Regions from separate parts of the Mus musculus genome. Here region 2 is linked to region 1. Evidence: chromatin contacts called from public promoter capture Hi-C data. All regions are on one chromosome and are shown on one strand. The core of a region is the stretch at or near the end of the contact, and the rest is flanking DNA. Distances in the headings are between cores, read along the strand shown.

Evidence for each region. Promoter capture Hi-C pulls out the DNA fragments that hold promoters and counts their contacts.
Region 2: a contact with region 1 is called in a promoter capture Hi-C map of pre-B cells, with 5 times the contacts expected there. The contact joins the promoter of Serpinb1b here to the promoter of Wrnip1 in region 1. A contact is called at or near these places in 14 of 39 promoter capture datasets (3T3-L1-derived adipocytes, the C10 cell line, the HPC-7 cell line and 10 more), 2 of 484 Hi-C or Micro-C datasets (CD8 central memory T cells and Th1 cells), 4 of 115 datasets of contacts at active chromatin or transcription factors (effector CD8 T cells, epiblast stem cells, memory CD8 T cells and 1 more) and 2 of 9 other capture datasets (adipose tissue and liver).

The regions. Positions count from the first base shown.
Region 1 is chr13:32,800,463-32,804,886 of GRCm38.p6, reverse strand. Wrnip1 (Werner helicase interacting protein 1) reads right to left here and starts at 2,857. Exons shown (of 7, transcript NM_030215.3): 1 at 1,843-2,857. The coding sequence starts at 2,649. It also overlaps a transcript of Mylk4 not described here.
Region 2 is chr13:33,081,682-33,085,896 of GRCm38.p6, reverse strand. It overlaps Serpinb1b (serine (or cysteine) peptidase inhibitor, clade B, member 1b), which reads right to left and starts at 1,794. Exons shown (of 7, transcript NM_173052.2): 1 at 1,680-1,794; 2 at 444-619. The coding sequence starts at 611.

The sequences.
Region 1 (4,424 bases), core at 1,608-4,107:
GGGAAATAAGCAGCTAGCATATGAGACAGCTACATGCCACTTGTGCACATCCACTCTACAAGGAAATTAAAAGGAGCAATTTGATCTTATTAGTACTTAGAAAACAAAGGAAAGACTCAAGAAAACCTTTTTAAAAAATAATAATAATTTGTTTTATGCAATAAGAGTGTTTTGCCAGCATGAATGTCTACACTATGTGTGTGTCTCTTGCCCTGGAAGGTCAGAAGAGAGGCTGTCAGCTCTCCTGGAAGGCGGCACTGGATCCCCTGGAACTGCAGTTACAGGTGCTTAGCACCATGTGGGTGCTAGGAATTGAACCTGGGTCCTCTGGCAGAGTAGTCTGTGCTCTTAACTACTGAGCTACCTTTCAGGCCCTCAAGAAAACTCTTAATTCAATATCTGGCACCGCTCAATAAATGTGTATTTGACACTACTAATACTACTGTTAGCAATTCAATATTTAAAATGGGAAGAAAAAAATAAGAGAGAGAGAGAAGGTTGCTTGCCGAATGACAAATTATCCCTGAATAGAAAGGTAGTACTTTATTTTCTGGAAATTGTACAGTTGAGTGTTACTAGACACTGGCGGCCTGGTAATAAATCCCAGCTTACCTGTGCCTTTTGGAATTAGGCTCCCCCATCATATAGGCTTGTAACTATCACCACATGCCTCACTGAGAAGCCTTGGCCTAGTAAATCTCTTGTACTCAATTCTCCATGACTCACCAGTCATTTCCCTGCAGACCTTTTCAAAGCTTACAAGCATCAATAGCTGACTATTTCCATGTCGTAACACAGATGTCAGAATTGCTACCAATGCTACTGACCGAACCCCTAAATGGAGTAACTACCATTAAATCTTGGAGGAGTGGGCAAGATGCTAACAGTCAGCACCCTAAGCAATCAGCATGTTATTTTGAGAGCTGGAAGTGTAGCTCAATGGTGGAGTAGAGTGCAAGGGCCTGGGCTTAAAAAAAAAATGTTATCTGGGTACATGTGATTTATGCTTGGCCAGAGAGAACATGAGTACAAGCAGACACAAAAGGAATGATGTATTCCAGCAAATAAAGAGGTGTGGCTGAGAGGAGCTGCAAAGGAAAACAGGATAAGCATCAGGAATGTGCTTGTGAATGAAGCAGTCTGAACCGTAAATTGAGAAGAGCTCTTTATAATCCTGGGCCCTTTCCTGACTGTCCACAGGACGGTCCGGGTATCCTATGAGCAGGACTGTCACTTCACCACATTTTCTCAAGTATTCTTCCAGTGACCTGTTCTCTAAACCCACGGTATTCTAACCAGTCTCCTCTGGCTGTGGCTAAAACAGAACATTGATGCTTTTCTCAAGCAGCAGTTGGTATGGGAAAGTTATGGAAATGCCTGTTGAAAACGAATCACAGAAGAGAGACTTCTATTAGTTCCAAAAACCAGTTAGAATAAGCCAATTAGTGGGAGAGGGGGTCAAGTATAATAGAAAAAATTTAATTAGTTTTCCACAACAAATGGAGCATACAAAATGTTTCTTCCCCAATGTTTGCAGCATGTCCCCTGCCTGGAATTGGGTCACTAAAAATCATGGATATGACCACAAAGATAGCTCAAATCTCTGTCCACATCTCTGCATAAACCAAGAAAATTGGGCATTTTCTTGTGAAAAACGCCCAACAAGGGGTCTGGGGAATCTGGGGAAATGGCATGCTTGCTTGCGTATTACAAACTCCGCTCACGCATCAGGACCGCGCCCCCAGGCCTCCCTCTCCAGAGGAGGGGTCCGGAATCTAAGGACCGCACCCGGCTCAGAATACCTCCGCGGCCCTTGGCAAAAACAGCAAGAGCAGCACTCACCTTACCGCAACCTGGCGGGCCCCACAAGATGAGCGAAGGGATCTCATTGGCCTCCAGTAGCGAGCGGAGCAGAGTCTCCTGCCCTACGGCCCTACTCTGCCCGATGTAGTCCTGCAGCGTGTCTGGACGCATCTTGTCAGCCAGCGGCTTGCCCTCCAGCATCTGTCGGATCTCCTCCGCCGCCAGCGCCCGGGGATGCGCGCGGCCCGCGCTGACTCCGAACGAGGCGTCGGCGGCGTCCGCATCCCAGTGCCCGGGATCGTCCTCACCGTCCACGTCCGCGTCGCCATCGCCGTCCACCCCCGCCTCCTCCTCCTCCTGCGCCTCCGCCTCATCCCAGCTGCGCGGGGATGCGCTGCCTGCGGCGGCTGCAGCCGCTGGTCTCTTCCCCATACCCTTTCTGGCGGGGCTGCTGGAGCGGGCCACCGGGAAGTCCGGGATAAGGCGCGCACCGCTGGGCGTGGGCGGTGCGTCGTAGCTCTCACGGCTCTCGGTCTCGCCGCCGTCATCGCCCTCCTCGCCCTCGCCTTCGCTGCTTTCGGCCGCCGTCGGGGTGGCGGGCTGCTTCAGCGCCGAGCTCTCCGACAGTCGACGCCTCTTGGCGCCGGGTGGCGAGGGCCCCTTGGCCCGCTCCCCAGCGCGGTGAGAGCCGGCCGCTGGCTCCGCGTGCCCCGCAGGGTGCAGCAGCAGGCAGCGGTCCAGGTGCGAATTGATGTGCGCGGCGGGCATCATCTGCTGGCACACTGGGCACTGCACCTGGTGCAACTGCGACAGGAAGGGGTCGTCTTCCGGCCCGCTCACCTCCATGGTGGCAGCTGCCCTCCCTGGCGCCCGTGCGGCTGCACCTGCCCCTGAGAACGCCGATGCCCGCCGCTAGGCCCGGTGCCGCGCGACCCTCGCGCGGGTAGGGAGCAGGACACGCACGGGCCGAGGGAGGGCGCCGCTCATGCCTCACGTCCTGAGCTCCCGCGTCAACTCGCCCTCGGCCCGCAGCTGGCAACGCCTCGCGAGTCGTGTCGGGAAGTGTAGTCCAAAGCGGGCAGAAGACTCCGCAACCCGATGCCCCCAATCGCCGCCGGCAATTTCTCGCATTGAACTTTGGGAAATGTAGTTCTCCGTCACAACAGGCCCTCTCGTCTTCTTCGGTCCCTGGGAAGAGCCTTTCTGTGGCGCTGCTTGGATAGGCGTGGTGCGCGTGCGCATGCCTGCTCAGTACCGGAAACAACCGCCTTCGAGTAAAACCCAAGCGGAGGGAACTTGGGAACCTGGCTTTCCAGGATTTTGGCCTTCTGGGTGCGGAACTAGAAATGCTGTCATCAGGGAGAATATTTGTAATAAAACTAAAACGAAGTGGAAATACCCCAGAAGTGCCTAGGAAGCTGGAGAAAGGGCTTCGACATAAACACACAAGAGCTACACAGGTAGACAAAGTTCAATTCCGAAGGCTGCTCAAGGAAATGCAATAAAAGGGATTCCCTCCCCTGTGCCCCTTAATTTTACTTTAGGACCTGTCGCCCAAAGTACTTGCTTAATAGTTATCTCTAGCTGATATAATAGTCGTAAACTGAAAATCACCGTTGTATCCCAATAACAAAATGATGGCAGGCAGTCCTTAAAGGTATTTCCAGCAGACAGGAGCAGGAAATGAGTACAATAGGCATTTATAAATGTATATTCTCTGGGTGTAGTGCTGTGTACCTTTAATACTAGTACTCAGGAGGCACTGACAGGTGGATCTCAGAGTTTGAGGCCAGCGTGGTCTACATTTTGAGTTCCAAGTCAGCCAGGGCTACATAATACAAAATTGTATTTTTACTTTTGAAAAGCAAATTTAAAAAGTTAGTGTGGTAGTCTACATCCATGTATTACTGCTTATGATTTTATTATGCTTTTCTGTAAGTTACTCCTTGGAAAGATGCAAAAGGAGCTGGAGAGGTGGCTCAGTAGTTAAGAGCACTTGCTGCTATTGTAGGTTCCTCTTTCAGTTTGCAGCACCAGGTCAGAGGATCTGGCTCCTTATTCTGGCCTCTGGGGGCACTACACCTAGGTAATGCACAGTCATACATGCAGGCAAAACATGTAAATATAAATGTAATACATCTTTTAAAATATTTAAATACATATAGGTAGATTGAGAGGAGTGTGACTTGTTAAGTTGCTAAGGCTGGAATTCTCAACCTGTACCTGGGGGCTACCAAAAACATCAAAATTTTATTATAATTGATTATTGCTGATAATCAGAAATTAAATGTGTTAAGGGAAAGCAAAGACTTATGAATCTTGTCAAAATTTGAGTGTGTATTTACTTTACCACCCAACAGTATACAGCAAGTTACAGTAGAAACTTTTTATTTACTGTTTTCCCACTGAAGGTTTAGTTATCTTATGCTATGAAGTAAACTGGCAATAGCTAATGTGACGTGAGTTACAAATTCTGTTACATACCTAAGTGTAGAACTCATCTGTTCCCGTTCTGGCTCCCAAATAGCTGACACAAAGAACTATTAAGTTTAATAACAAGAAGCAAGCCTAAGCTGGACCATTCTGGGCTATTCTAACCCTCTAAGGCTGATAATACCCAG
Region 2 (4,215 bases), core at 545-3,044, 280 kb before region 1:
TACACTGGAGCCAGGCTCCAAATCTGGCTGTTGCTAGGCAACTGTTGGGCAGAGCCTAGAGGAATTGCTAACAGACACTGAATTACAGGCATGTTTCATAAACAGTGATGATCCATTCAAAAAGGAAAACAGGAAACCCATAGCTCTGAGGAAGTGCAGGGCTTACACAATTTACTCATGGAAGTAGGAGGCACTCAAAGCCCACAGGTCTTGTCCTTGTTTTTCTTCACTCTGTTTCCCCAAGTGAACAGAGACACTACCCTATGTTCACTCGAAGCTGCCGGTGAATGAATAACTGAAGGTTTTTGGGGGGTTGGGGTGGTGCGGGCAGTGATGGAAGGAGCAGAGGGATTAGGAGGAGGGGAGGGCTTTTGTGAAAGTCTGACTGCACCATGTCAGCAGAGATATGGCAGGGAGAGCTGGCCAGTTTGGCCTCTGCTAACCTTAGAGAGCTGGGCTGCAGTGCTGCCTTTGGCTCCCAGAAAGACCATGGCCAAGGAAGAAGAAATACTAAATGGAGAGAAGAAGATGTTTCCTGTGGGGCTGCTTTCCTTCAGTGTGTGGAACAGCTCCAAGGTGAAGAGGGTGTTCGCTGAACTCAGCTGCTCCATGGTGAAGGCTGCAACAGACAGGAGATCAGCTTTGCCAGCTACAACACTACCAACACCTATCACAGCTTTGCCACCCACCCCTAGCACCTGCAGTAGGTTAATCCGGCTCCCTCCAATTTTTCCAAAGAGGCAAGAATACTCCTCTAGGCACACAAAGCTGGGGCCAGATATGAGCAGTGACATGGCCCAGGGCCAAGGTTGTCTTATGGCTCTAACTTTCTAGACAGGTGTGTCTTAGGAGAAATTATGCTGGTGGTCCTGGCACAGTGCCCACACTACACAGCCTTCTGTCTGGAGCTCACACATCTCTCTCCCTGTGGGATGTCAGGTTCGAATTCATCTGTGCAATGAATCCAGAAAACCATATGGACCTACTCTGCATACAGGAGAATTCTCGTAAGATAACAATGTTATCATATTAGTTCTCAGTGGTTACAGTCCTCCATGCCTGAGGTCAAGGCTTTAGTCTCAGCTGGAATGAAATATGCAAATTTGGGTTTGCCACTCACTCTCCCTAGTCAGGCTATGGGTGACAGGGAAGAGAGACACTCTCCTGTGTCTATTTGGAAGGAAGCTGGTCCCTGAAGTGGGTAAGCAAGTCCTGCTTGGGACTCACTCCTAATCCATCTGGATCCTAAACTCAGAACTCCAGTTTGTCCAAGTACAGGCCATTCACAGCTGTGTATCTGTGGATGTTTAGCTACCAGGGCTACATCCAGTTATCATTTTTGAGGATCTAGGATCTCACCAGCTTCCTTCCCAACCTCCATCCCTGCAGCCAGGATTGAAGCTATGGAGCAGCAGGGCACTGTCCTCTCAGATAGAGGTTCAAAAAGCAAGCTGAGGGGAAAAACAAAAGCAAAACCATGACTGGGACAGCCTTCCTTCCTCTGGCCAAAGGCTTGGCTTTGGATGTGGCTGGGGAACCACATCGCCTTTCTTGGTCTGGTGTCACAACTAGGGTGAGGGTGAGGCATGGGGAGAGCATGCAGGTCCCAGGAGGACGTGCAGAGAGGTCTCCCACCCTCTTGCCAACCACCTTCCTGGGATGCTGCCCATGGCCCTTACCTCCTCTGTAGCAGCTCTGGCTCCACTTGCTAGAGACCTAGGAAGAAGCTCCCAAGGCCAGCTGCAGCCTTGACTCTGAAAGGAGAGTGTCTTACTGGCAAGCACAAGCTGGGAAGAGAGCTTTTTCTCCCCTGGTGAGTACTTAAAACTGTGCTTGCATGACTGACAAAATGAAAGCAGAAGATTGCAAGCGCCCACAGGGATCCATGTTCCTCCATTCCAGGCTATGCTCTACTTCTCCAAGCAGAGTACTTGATAAATTACTCCTTCCTGAGCTGTGAAAAGCCGAGAGGAAAAACATTCTCATTACCAATCAAATGATTCCTTTTTGAATTCCACTGAAAGACTGCAAAAATGCTAGAGATCCTTTTTTGTAAGGTGTGTGCATGGGGGTGTAGAGGCACCTTTGTGGCCCCTTGAATAAGGTCACAGTGCTCCAGTTTCTAGCTACACCTATGTATGAGAGAGAGAGAGAGAGAGAGAGAGAGAGAGAGAGAAGGAAGAGGAGGAGGAGGAAGAGGAAGAGGAAGAGGAGGAGGAGGAGGAGGAGGAGGAAAAAAAGTCCTTTATGTTGGGTTCCAAAGAAGCAACTGGCTAACTGTGGTACCTATTAGCACACCAAAATTCATTCTGGCTTCTATCTTCCATCAGTACCTGTAGCTCTTCTCAGTTTTTCTCACCTCTCCCCTGAACTAAACATCTCCTCCCTGGGGCCCTGGCTACTCTTCTGCAAGCTTCTCTTTCCTATGTAACCCTGCCATTTTTGGCCATTTGCTCTCTTGGCTATCTTGATTCTCTTCGCTCTTGGTCCCTTCTCCTGGTCCCCTCCCCTCTCACATCTTTTTCTCTCCTTTCCCCCATCACCTGGTGCAGTCTACTAACCATGTTTATCCCACATGGAACATGACCTCATCTCATTCACTTTACTGACCACTGCAGCCCAGTAAGGGTAATCACATTCTGTACAAACCTGACAGTTCTGGTAGTGTCTCCCATTACCATGAATGATCAGGTGGCCCTGCTAGTACTGAGTGGACTGAGCATCTGGAATCCCTGTTTCTTTTAGCCACCATTGGTATTCCTTAAAGGAAGGCGTCAGAGGAGGCTTCTTCACCAAGGCAGGGTCAGAGCTCCCATTTGGGCCACTGGAAGAACAGAGCTACAAGCAACCCCAAGATGTGTGCTCTAAAGAGCAGAGGTGGAAGAATGGCTGGCACACCAAAGCATGGTAGTCAGGAAGCTGTCCTGTCCAGCTCTACAGCCAAGCTTATTGTCCCTCAGCACTGCTGCAGGGCACTTCCTTCTGCTGCAAGTGCAGGGTTTGATGTGCATGCGCCCTAGTCAAATAGTGTCATCCCACTAGCAGGTCATTTGATGTACCATCTTCAGTTCCTGTTGGAGCCATGTTCTCTCCTTCAATAAAGCCATTGATGAGAGAGTACATAGTATGCAGACTTAACATGTTGCATGGGAGTGAGTTCAGTGTCATGGAAGGAAAATTACTGTTCCCAGCGAAGGAAGTCCCCTAAGATCTTAAAAGAACAACATTGTTCTTTTAAGGCTGGTCATGAATTCCCAATCTCCACTCAAATAACCAGTATATGTCCCCATTAGACATCAAGTTGTTTCCATTGAGTCCTTGTTCCCACCCAAGGATCTTTAGACAGTCCATTCATTCAGCTGCCACACTGACCAGGTGTCCAGGCTATTGGCAGTGATACCATAGTCAGTAAAAATATAGCTGGATGTGGCGGCAGAGGTGGCAAGTATGACGCTCATGATGTAGTGGGTATATTATATCCAATCTATGTCAGAAGACGTTCATAAATTGTCCAGAATGTCAGGATCCATCTTAGGACAAGCAAATAACTAGCAGGTGATCTTCCTGAGAGGACCACCTTAGACTGACCTCTACATCAGAATTCCAATAGGCAAGGTGCAGGAGAAAATAATTTTAGGAAAGATTCCTGTTATTAATATGCTTTTCCTGTTATTATTAAACATATATAACAATCGCTAGGTATTAGCCTACCTATTTTGAGCAGATCACTGTAGATCTACAAAAATGTACTATCTTGTAATGATGCTATATAGACAAATGGATGACTTCTTAATTCATAATGATGATCCTATAAGAATTTATATCAGTATTTATTAAGGTCTTTTATAGTAGGGCTGCTATTAGGTGTTTTTCTGATAGTCAAAACTGCAATGAGAACTCTGTCAGTCTCCCATGCATCCCCAGTGAATTGCTTCTAGATAGTAACCAGACTTTCTACTACTCAGAGCACATTCCAAAAGGTTGCAAAGCAATTAACCAAAAGTCATAAAAAGGGAACTAATGATTTATTTTAGGTGCTAGAACAGAAGATAAAATATTGACTGTGTTTATCTATACAAAATTTCACTAATAACTTAGTTATGATTTTTCATTTTCAGTGAACCTGTGGAGCTGTGACAGGTGATCAATGTTAAGCCAGATAATTACTCCTAATGGATATGCATGTAAACATTCACTGCTGTAAACTTCTTATTC